Linked DNA regions of Mus musculus: regions 2 and 3 are each linked to region 1. Evidence: chromatin contacts called from public promoter capture Hi-C data. All regions are on one chromosome and are shown on one strand. Each heading gives the region's core, a stretch centred on a gene start, on an enhancer-like site or on the middle of the called end of the contact. The rest is flanking DNA. Distances are from core to core; before and after follow the strand shown. Region 1 holds the start of Fgd1 (FYVE, RhoGEF and PH domain containing 1). Region 2 overlaps Tspyl2 (TSPY-like 2). Region 3 overlaps Iqsec2 (IQ motif and Sec7 domain 2).

Region 1 (3,439 bases), core at 637-3,136:
GAGCCCTGGAAGCTGCTAAAAGCTCACCACCTCCTTCAGTCCCAGTGAAGATAGGGCAGATCCATACACTGTTCTTCCTTCAAGGCTCCCAGACTCAGGCCCACGTGAGAATATCCTAGAGGCTCTGCTAGGCTGCTCAGATACTCAGGACTATGAAAAGGCCCATCGGGGTCTGTGGCCCCAGCCTGACCTAGAGTTGTTCCACCACACTGCAAACCCAAGCAACCATCCTGATGATTTTTCCAAACAATCTCCTGGCCCAGCAGCTCTCCCTTCTGACCTCTCTGTCCTATTCCTTCGTACCAGCAGCGCCTTCAGCCCCTTCCTCCAGGCTCAGCTCCACCTTTCTCTCTCATCAATACCCCCTACCTCTTCCTCCCCTTGTCCTGTGGCCACACACACCTAGCAGAAGCACAATCTAGGATCAGTCCACCATCTCCCTCTCTCTTTTGCTCATACTTTCGGGCTACTGAGTCGTATAAGGGGAAATCACATAAGGAGAAAGCTTGCATTACTCTCCAGCTTCAGTTTGGGGAAGCGGGAAGACCACAGATTTTGGACTCTGATCTGTTTTTAAATCCAGGCACCATAATGACAGTGTGACCTTGGACAAGTTACTTCTCAAAGCCTCAGTCTGCACCCCTAAAAATGTAATTGATGATATCCACTTCACAGATGGCTCCTGAAGCTGAAACAAAAACCCTTGTAAAAGTACCCAGTTCAGTGCCATGCACAAATGTAGTCACTTAGCTAATGGGAGACTTCTTTTCTCCTATTCCAACCACATCCCCATTGCTGCCCTGAAATCCTGCCCCCTTTTCTTGGAGTGCTTCCTCTCCTGTTAGCCTCAACAGTTAGAAGAGAAAGGAGTCTTAAGGCTTGAGGGCGCAAGGGACAGATAAGAGCAAGGGGCAAAGGCTGAAAGGACTGGACCGAATACTGCAGGAGGTGGGGGTAGGGGTTGAGGGGACCCAAGGGGCTAGGGTGAGCATGTCGGCTCCAAGTCCTAGAACAAGAACCCGTTCCCGGTACCAGGCCCGTGGCCCAGGTTCCCATGCTGTCTGGATCACTCACCAGGCCGAGGCTGCGAGCCCTCCAGGTGGTAGGAGAAGCGCAGGGCCCGGTGGTGCTGAGGACTAGGGCCGCAGGGTAAGACCCGGGAGCTTGGAGGCGCTCCCAGGCTGGCATCCGAGGGTCCAACAAACTGAGGATCCAAAGGGCCTCCAAGAGCCGTGCCTGAGCCCCTGCTCACCGGCAGCCCGGGTTCCAAGGCTCCAGGGTCCGAGTCGGCACAGGCCAGCGGAGCGGCACCGGGGGTATTTGCCGCTGAGCGTTCGGGATCCGAAGGCCCAGGGCCCCCCGGGACTCGGTGGCCATGCATGGTCCGGGCCTGGGCGCGGGGCCCGGGCTCCCCGCTTGGCTCCAGTTCCTGGGGCGGAGGCGCGGGCGGAGAAGGCCCGGCGCCCGGCGGAGCAGCGGCCTCAGGCTCGGGGGGCGGGGCTGCGGGCTCAGCCCCACTGCGGAGACTCGAGCCCCCGACCCGGGCTCCGGCCAGCAGCCGTGGCGGCAGCAGCAGCAGCAGCCGCGGCCACCGCCGTTGCCGCGCCAGGCATCGCCAGCCCTGGCCCCAAGCGGGGAGTGGGCTCGGCGGGGCCGGGGGCCCGCTGGGGAGCGCTGTCTATGCGGCTGCGGCTAGGCGAGGGTCGGGGGCTGCGCTAGGCACGAGCTCTCCTAATAGATGACCAGTCACTTCCGTAGCCGGGGGCGAGCGGCCAGCCGGATCCCACCGAGGGGGGTCTCTTTCTCCCGGAATGAGAATCGACCTGGGTTCTCTGGGCTAGTCGGGAAGGGTTCTTCCTCCCGCCGCAGCGGAGGCTGGGGGCGGAGGAGAGGGGAGGGGGAGAGGAGAGGAAGGAGGGAAGAGAGGACGGCCGCGGCCGGGAGGCGCGCGTGTGCGCCGCGCTCTCCGGCTGCGAGGCTTGCCTTCGGGCAGTCCTCCGGAACGATGCTCCAGCCGTGCGGGCGGAGGACCGGGCTGGACCGGGCTTCTCCGCCTTCGTCCTGGGTCTGCACCGCGGCAGGCGGGAAGAGCCCTGGGAACTGGGGGATGGGGAGGCGCGAGCCGTTGCTGAGACAGCCGCAGCCACCGCGGCGCTGAGACCCAGTTATTGGAGCCCCGCCCCCTCGTCGGGATTTGAGCTTGGCCACGCCCCCTCGCTAGGGCCAGTTTCACCTCTAACTGCTAGGAGCTTAAGGCCCTCCTTCTGCTGGCCCTTCAGCTTTCCTTCCCATCCTTCCTTGGTCCCACAGAGGCGAGTCTCTGGGCCCAATTTCCGAAATCGACCCTTCCGTCGCATCTCATGCCTTCTTCCGCTCTCCCATCACACTCTTTCCCAGAAGCCTTTCCACATGTCCCAGAGTTAAGCTAGGCTTGGCACGTAGCGATCCTTTAGTACTTATTTTCTCAGACCAGATCTCATGGCCCTTTACTTTTCCACTCTTTTTGTCGCGGTCCCTTGTTTTGTCCGTTACCCGGCTGGCAGCAACCCAAAACTGAACCAGTCCAACTGTTTGCCTTTTTTTCCATGCTTGTGCCCAGGCAGCTGAACACTACTGGGTAACACTACAATTTTCCACATTTGTGTCATGATAAACCCTCATTTCCCAGCTTCTACAAGTCCCTCAGAACTGACCCGACACCCTACTAGTAGTCAACTTTCTTTTCTGTTTCACCCCCATTGCCTAGATAACTCTCATCCATGGTGGCCATATCAAATCTAGTCTCCCCAAGATCTTGATTTGTGCCCCCAACTCCGTCCCACGGTACTTAGCTGATAAGCCCATGTCCTACTTACATGGAGTGAACAGAAGACGCCAGAAGAAAGGTCTGGAATTCTTAGCAACAGACCTCTGAGTTCGTTCCGAGTCCCTTCGCTCTGGGCTTTAAACAGTCAGGTATCTTCTCCCATCTAAAAAAACAAGCACCAAAAGTTATCTCTCTTCTCTTTTTACAGATGACTCAAGACTTGCTCATAGTCAAGTGTCCCATTTCCTACCTCCCACTTATCTTTAACCCTGCTACAACTCACCTCTACTACTTCTTCCAAGCTATTTTTCTTATCAAGGTCTTCCATAGCTTACGTTACTAAACCGAAAAGAATCTCTTTAGAGGTCATCCTACTTGGACTTGCTAGCATTCAGGTAGCACCAGTGACCTCTCCCTTCTCCTGAAATTGCTTCCCTATGACATATCATGCTTATTTTTCTCCTTTTTCCTTTTCAGTTTCCTCCTCGTCTTAGTAGTGTTCTTGGGAGCTTTGGCCTGAGCTCTGTCTTCCCACGCACTCTCTCTGGTCTTTCCCTCAATATCTCATTTGCTTCTATGGCTTCAATTATTACTTCTTTGATAGTTACTCTAAAATACTTCAAATCAAAACAT
Region 2 (3,439 bases), core at 503-3,002, 1.3 Mb before region 1:
GCAAGGCTTCCAAGATTATCAGAGGACCCTTCACTCATTCATTGTTGATCAAATGTGTTAGGCAAATAATACATAAATATCCTCTACACATTCTAAGAATCCTGCCTTTAAAACCCCTATTTCACTTTGCAGAGCTCCACATTTCCCAGACCTCTTGACCACAAAACATGTTCTTTGTCCAACACTGTATACATTTGGGAAACTGCTTAGGAAAGACTGCACATGGAAGTCTGAGGGCTAATGCAATATTTAAATTGACTCCCAGGTTTAGTTCTGATCTGGAAGACTGGGAAAAGAACTCATTTGAACCTGGCTGTGGGCAGACAAAGGAGAGGTGAACCCCAGGGGTAGGTGGCAGAGATAGGAAAACCAGCCACGTCTGAAGGTTTAAGCAAGGCACTAAGGGTGAAAGTGTGCAGAAGGGAGGATCCACAGACACACATTTTGGGGTAGGCTGGGGAAACTAAGGGAATTGTCAGTCCTCTTTGCCTCCCATCTGACACCATCTCTTTTCTCCAAAAATTGGAGGCAGAGCTGCCTAGCTCTGGAGTGGAGTGGGGATGGGGAACAAGACTGAAGAAGGCAGACTACAGCCTATGTTTGGGTCACACTAGGTGCAAAAAGTAATAAGTAAAAAGCCAAGGCCTCACTCAGAAACAGAAGCACTTTGAGGAGTGTGGGAGCAGGAGAAAGGGGAATGTATCAGTTTTGATCTGACAAAGATGAATGCCCTGCTGTCTTGCCTCCCTCCCTCCCTCCCTCTTCTAACCTTGGATATGAGCACAATCTCAATGGCACTTTATCTCCCCTTCCTCCCTGTCCCAAACAGAGGCACTGGTGACTAGTGGTCCCCAGCCCTCAAAAGCCACAGCCATTTTGTTCTGTTCACTTTTCAAGGGGTATCCAACTACCTTCCCCTGTGTCCTCCTCTCTCCTTCACAGCCAGCCAGCTAAGTGAGGACAGCTATGAAGATGAGCGAATCTATGGGGAGGAAAGAAGTGAGGTGAACTCCGAAGATTCTGATATTCAGGAAGTGCTGCCGGTCCCAAAAGCTTGGGCCAGCCTGGGGAAGAAAGGGAAAATCGGATAAACATCTTGCCCTCTAGGGGCTCTCTATATATACCCCTATGCCCTCTCCCATTTGCCCTCCTCTTCAGCTAGGGCTGTGCGGCCCCATATTGCACTTCTGGGGGGAGACAGACTTATTACACGGGTTTAAAGTTTATTTTTATGGTTTAGTAATTGCAGAGTTCTTATTTGGAGGAGGGACCACGCTCCCCTTCGGCCCTCCTCCACTGCAGGCTTCTGTGTGCTGCTAATCTTATTTATTGTGATGCCTTGGTCAGGGCCCCTCTAGCCCCCTTCTCGTGAGCTTAGGCCCAAGCCCCTCTCTCCGTGCTGCGTGGACATCCTATCTCTAAGCGAGAAGGGCCGCTGTGACCTTCGTCACAATTGCACTGTGGCCTCAGACTCTGCTACCCCTTCTCCAGAGTTACTCTGCAACTCCTTTCTTCCCTTCAACAGCCCTGACTGCTAGCCCGCCTCAGTGTCTTTGCAAGGCAGCTTCGCCTTTGTGGGATTCCTGCTCCCCAGAAGCCCCGCCCCTTTCCCCGTGACCCTCAACGAGCCTAATAAAACTGAGCAAATTCAAAGTGCCTCTTGGAGTCTTTTGTCCGCCTGGGTGCGCCGTCGCTAAGCCTGGAGGAGCCGCCCCAGCACCATGGTTGTACCAAACGTTTTCACTGGCGGAGTGGAGCTCCGCGAGACTGCAGAAGCATTGCGTCAAAGCAATGCGGGCCATCCTAGCCAATGACTGGACAGGTTGAGGGGGCGCCCCCCCCCCAGCACCCACGCTCCGAGACCGAAGAAACCCAGCTAGGAAGAAAAGAGCATCCCACGCCTTTCCTATGGCGCATGCGCAGACAGATCCTGCGGCCTAGACCATCTATTTGGTGATTCATCTATTCATTTACAGTGCGTCAAACCATCTTTTCAAGCTTAGTTCGAGCTGGGTTAGAGGAGCTATTTTTCTTTTTTTGTTTTTTCCTTCTTTTTTTTATTGGACATTTTCTTCATTTGCATTTCAAATGCTATCCCAAAAGTCCCCTATACCCTCCCACCCCCAGCCCCGCTACCCCGCCCTGCTCCCCTACCCACCCACTCCCACTTCTTGGCCCTGGCATTCCCCTATACTGGGGCATATAAAGTATGCAATACAAGGGGCCTCTCTTCCCAAAGATGGCCAATTAGGCCACCTTCTGCTACATAAGCAGCTAGAGACACGAGCTCTAGGGGTACTGGTTAGTTTATATTGTTGTTCCACCTACAGGGTTGCAGACCCCTTCAGCTCCTTGGGTGCTTTCTCTAGCTTCTCCATTGGGGGCCCTGTGTTCCATCCTATAGATGACTGTGAGCATCCACTTCTATATTTGCCAGGCACTGGCAAAGCCTCACAGGAGACAGCTATATCAGGGTCCTTTCAGCAAAATCTTGCTGGTGTATGCAATAGTGTCTGCATTTGGTGGCTGATTATGGGATGGACCCCAGGGTGGGGCAGTCTATGGATGGTCCATCCTTTCATCTTAGCTCTAAACTTTGTCTCTGTAACTCCTTCCATGGATATTTTATTCCCTATTCTAGGGAGGAATGAAGTATCCACGAGTTGTTCTTCCTTCTTGATTTTCTTGTGTTTTGGAAATTGTATCTTGGGTATTCTAGGTTTCTGGGCTAATATCCACTTATCAAGTGAGTGCATATCAAGTGACTTCTTTTGTGATTGGGTTACCTCACTCAAGACGATATCCTCCAGATACATCCATTTGCCCAAGAATTTCATAATTTCATGGTTTTTAATAGCTGAGTAGTACTCCATTGTGTAAATGTGCCACATTTTCTGTATCCATTCCTCTGTTGAGGGACATCTGGGTTCTTTCCAGCCTCTGGCTATTATAAATAGGGCTGCTATGAACATAGTGGAGCATGTGTCCTTATTACCAGTTGGAACATCTTCTGGGTTTATGCCCAGGAGAGGTATTGCTGGATCTTCCAGTAGTACTATGTCCAGTTTTCTGAGGAACCGTCAGGCTGATTTCCAGAGTACAAGCTTGCAATCCCACCAACAATGGAGGAGTGTTCCTCTTTCTCCACATCCACGCCAGCATCTGCTGTCACCTGAATTTTTGATCCTAGCCATTCTGACTGGTGTGAGGTGGAATCTCAGGGTTGTTTGGATTTGCATTTCCCTGATGATTAAGGATGTTGAACATTTTTTCAAGTGCTTCTCAGGGACTGGGGATTTAGCTCAGTGGTAGAGCGCTTGCCTAACAAGCACAAGGCCCTGGGTTCGGTCCTCTGCTCCAGAAAAAGAAAAAAAAGAAAATCAAGTGCTTCTCAGCCCTTCGGTATTCCTCGGTTGAGAATTTTTTATCTCTGTACCCC
Region 3 (3,439 bases), core at 443-2,942, 1.1 Mb before region 1:
ACCAGATTTGCTTATGTGCAGACACCCTGACATGCATGGCCTTGAGGCAGCATGCAAAGTTGCCCCTGCACTTTTCTCAGCAGCAATGACGCAGAGCCTCCCTGACATGCAGTAATACACACCCACACATATGAACACTGTGGTGCTGCCTGTAAGGCTCAGGGCAAGAGTCGAAGCTTAACTGGGCTCTGCATAGCCTCCCTCCCCAGCTGCCAAGTGACTCATCCCTAGGGCTGCTAATTAAAGCCAGGACAGAGGGGACAGAGGCAAGGGGAGGGAAAGAGAGGGAAGGCAAGTTTATTTTGGTGCTAACCAGGCACTCAGCCAGCTTAGGGGTCACCCACTTCCGGGGGCTGGGCCAAGCAGAGGCAGGAGAACCCAGAGAGGAAGGGGAGAAGAGGAACCATTTGCCCTAACTCATCTCTCTGGAGCTTCCAGAAAAGTTCCTCCTTTGGGAAAATTACCCAGTCCCCCTCCGTCCTTCCTTCTGTCTTGTTATCAGAAGCCAGATCAATCCCTCCAGACTCTTGTTCTTACACACTGGCCATCTACCTTGTCACATTCTAAAACTAACTCATCTTTGCCCGTAGCAACCCTAGACTTAGTGCTCCCTGTAGGCAGGGGTCCCCCAATTACCTCTTTCTTTGTCACCCCTCATCAAAAACAGATTGTCCAACCCAGGAAATGAATTTTTCCATGCTTCAGGAAAGTAATCAGGCTAAATTCACAACACTGTGGTAATTACCAATCTGATGATCTAGATTCTCACCTTAATTTTTACCGCAGGGCAAATTAACTTAGCTTTCTAAGCCTTAGAATCTTGGTTTGTAAAATAACACGTATATATATAGGCTTTAAGAATATAGTGAAGACAAACTAGAGACTACGTATAAAGTATCCAGCCATCGTTTGGTAGGGCTGCTGCTGCTCAAGAGGAAAAATCGCACCTGCACCCGAGGCTAGGGCAGAAGGAATGATACAGAGACAAGTTCTAAACCTGGACCACCACAGGGCATCAGAAAGACCTTAGACAAGTCCCAGGAGCTTACCCAACAGTCTTATGTAAAGTGGGGAATCACAATATGTCACCATAAATGTACCTGCCAAATATCATGTGGAGAGCCCAGCTCTTAGAAATAGCTCAATAAATTGCACCAGTGATCACAAATGGGGGGGTTATCAGACCTTTGACATCCGTGAAGCTTAGGATGGAGGAAGCAGTCCGGGTGGATGGGGGGCAGGCTTCCCACACTGTACAGGATGGGAATTGCTTCCCCTTCCCAGACAGAGAGCATGTTACAGGCAGTAAGTGAAAAAGGCTGCAAGCACAGGAAGCAGTAGTTGGGCAGGGTGGGTAGCCAGGCAGAGCTGAACAGGAAGCATATGGGAGGGGAGGCCTGGACATAGCTGGGGCGGCTCTGGGGAATGGTTACAGTATCTCAGATATGTGAATGGGGGAGCCAAGGAAGGATTGTAAGGTTTTAGTCATCCTAGGAGGTCAAAACAAGGAAGAATCTTCAAAATACCTAAACCAAAATTTCAGTGGGACAGATAGGGACACTGAGGCCCAGAGTGGGAGGCCTCCTCTGGGAACAAAGCCAGCCATTGCTCCTCCTCCCACTTCTCCAGACACCAGTGGCTTCTGTTGCCATGGGGATGTCCCTGGCTCAGAGGGTGTCAGTGGCTCCCCTACCCCCTCCCTCCTTCCCTAGCAACAGGCCACCTCTTGCTTTTATCATTGCATGCCTAGCAACCTCAGCCTGGTCCCCAGGGCCATGGAGTTCCAGCCTGACCTCTTACAGCCATGATTTCCTCTGGGACATCTGGAACTCCCTTACCTTCTGCTGATGGGATCAGTCTAGCCCCTCCTGTCTGATTGCTTTTAACAAACTTGTCCACATTTTGCAGCATGACTCTATATCATACAGTTACGAGTTAGTCTAAGGGAGGCTGTAGCGCAGTTGGTTGCACTGATATTTGATGTTGAGCATAGGGTTACTTCAACTTCCCTCAATTCAGTGAAATCAGAACCATTTTATAAAAGAGAAACAAAGGACCAGAGTATTTAAGTGATGGCAAAAGTCAGATAGCTAGGAAGCAGGCTATGCTGATAGCTTTGTGATCTTTAGGTATGGCCAGTTGTAATCTGGACTTTGCTTAAGGTGCCTTTAGGTCTGACAATTTCTGTTGCATATACAGGAAACCCAGGTATCCATCTTGGCCCCTTGCCCCACTGTCAGTTGTTCAGTTTTAATTACACTCTTGTACTGAATTCCTAAAGCCTGGGCCCCAACATGGGTAGTTTGCAGTCTACCTGCCATGTTCTCTCCTTGCTATTCAGTTTTTTACACTAGCTGAGGCCTATTTGTCTTCTTCCTGCATTTTTCCCCACCACTCAATTCTTCTCCAGTCATACATGTGCCCTTGTATGTTCACACTCGTGAATGCAGATGCTTACTGGATGAAGAAACTTGGGGTTTACAAGAGACAAACCAATTTGCCCAGTCAAATAGCTAGAAAGCAACCTAGCCTCAAATGGAGCCCTTAGCCTGGATCCAAAGTTTCTCCCTGTTTTCTGTGCCACAAAGCCTACTTTCCTTAGCTTCTCGTGCAACTCGGAGGCCGCCTACACCCCAAAATAGCTATAAGTGATGCAACCGCAAAATTATGAACTCATTTAAAACAATATGAGATTGGTTGTGTGTGTGCATGCATGTGTGAACATGTGTGTATATGTGCATGTGTGGGTAGATGGTATGCATGCATGTGGGTACAGAAGGACATGTATATGTGATGTGTGTGTATATATGTGTGTGCATGTGTATGTATGCATGTGTGTGTGTATGTGTGTGTGCTTGCGTGTGTGTGTGTGTGTGTGTGTGTGTGTGTGAAGGCCAGAGCCTGAAAATAGGTGTCTTCTTCAATTTTTTTTTTTTCTGTTTTAAGATGGGGCCTCTCGCTGATTTGTCAGGATGGCTGGCCAGTGAGCTCCAGGAATCTGTCTCCTTAGCACTGTGATCACCAGATCACGCCATCATGCTTAGCTTTTTATATGGCTTCTGGGCATCAACAGAGGTCTCATGCTTACATAGCACGCACTTTACCAAATGAGCCTTCTCCCCAGCTGAGATTTTTTTTGCATTGTTTTGTAAACATCTGTTTACATGGTTCCCCTGTGTGAAGTTTGTAGATGACATCATGTCATAAAGTCAAAAGGCTGGACATGCCTAAAGAGATCTGCGACACATCCTTGATCCAATCATGGTCCTTACCTTTAGAAGTGCTTTCCTGCTCATGTCTGTTTTAGCCCAACTGATTGGTCCCTGGCTTTAAACACATCCCTTGCGTTTCTAGTCACTCTGATTCTACATCCATGGACTCTACTTACGTAAAGTCAGTCCTGTGTACTCCTGCCTGCTTAGATACCGTCTACCCCCAG

Evidence for each region. Promoter capture Hi-C pulls out the DNA fragments that hold promoters and counts their contacts.
Region 2: a contact with region 1 is called in a promoter capture Hi-C map of liver, with 5 times the contacts expected there. The contact joins the enhancer-like site here to the promoter of Fgd1 in region 1. A contact is called at or near these places in 5 of 39 promoter capture datasets (the 3T3-L1 cell line, HPC-7-derived erythroid cells, liver and 1 more) and 1 of 115 datasets of contacts at active chromatin or transcription factors (astrocytes).
Region 3: a promoter capture Hi-C map of pre-B cells shows a contact between it and region 1, with 2.4 times the contacts expected there. The contact joins the enhancer-like site here to the promoter of Fgd1 in region 1. A contact is called at or near these places in 9 of 39 promoter capture datasets (3T3-L1-derived adipocytes, the C10 cell line, the HPC-7 cell line and 5 more).

Annotation. Positions count from the first base shown.
Region 1 is chrX:151,045,617-151,049,055 of GRCm38.p6, reverse strand. It overlaps Fgd1 (FYVE, RhoGEF and PH domain containing 1), which reads right to left and starts at 1,886. Exons shown (of 18, transcript NM_008001.4): 1 at 1,075-1,886. The coding sequence starts at 1,381. Gm46690 (a long non-coding RNA gene) reads left to right here and starts at 2,964. Exons shown (of 2, transcript XR_001782846.2): 1 at 2,964-3,439.
Region 2 is chrX:152,335,069-152,338,507 of GRCm38.p6, reverse strand. It overlaps Tspyl2 (TSPY-like 2), which reads left to right. Exons shown (of 7, transcript NM_029836.4): 7 at 943-1,657. The coding sequence ends at 1,091. Among named protein-coding and RNA genes, the nearest start is that of Tspyl2, 5.7 kb to the left of the region's middle. Within about 2 kb of position 1,752, at least 323 of the 459 cell types and tissues checked have an H3K27ac peak or open chromatin away from gene starts, as enhancers often do.
Region 3 is chrX:152,169,479-152,172,917 of GRCm38.p6, reverse strand. All of the region lies in intron 2 of Iqsec2 (IQ motif and Sec7 domain 2), which reads right to left. Among named protein-coding and RNA genes, the nearest start is that of Iqsec2, 27 kb to the right of the region's middle. Within about 2 kb of position 1,692, at least 134 of the 459 cell types and tissues checked have an H3K27ac peak or open chromatin away from gene starts, as enhancers often do. A contact at or near this core is called in the HPC-7 cell line, liver and pre-B cells, where this site is marked.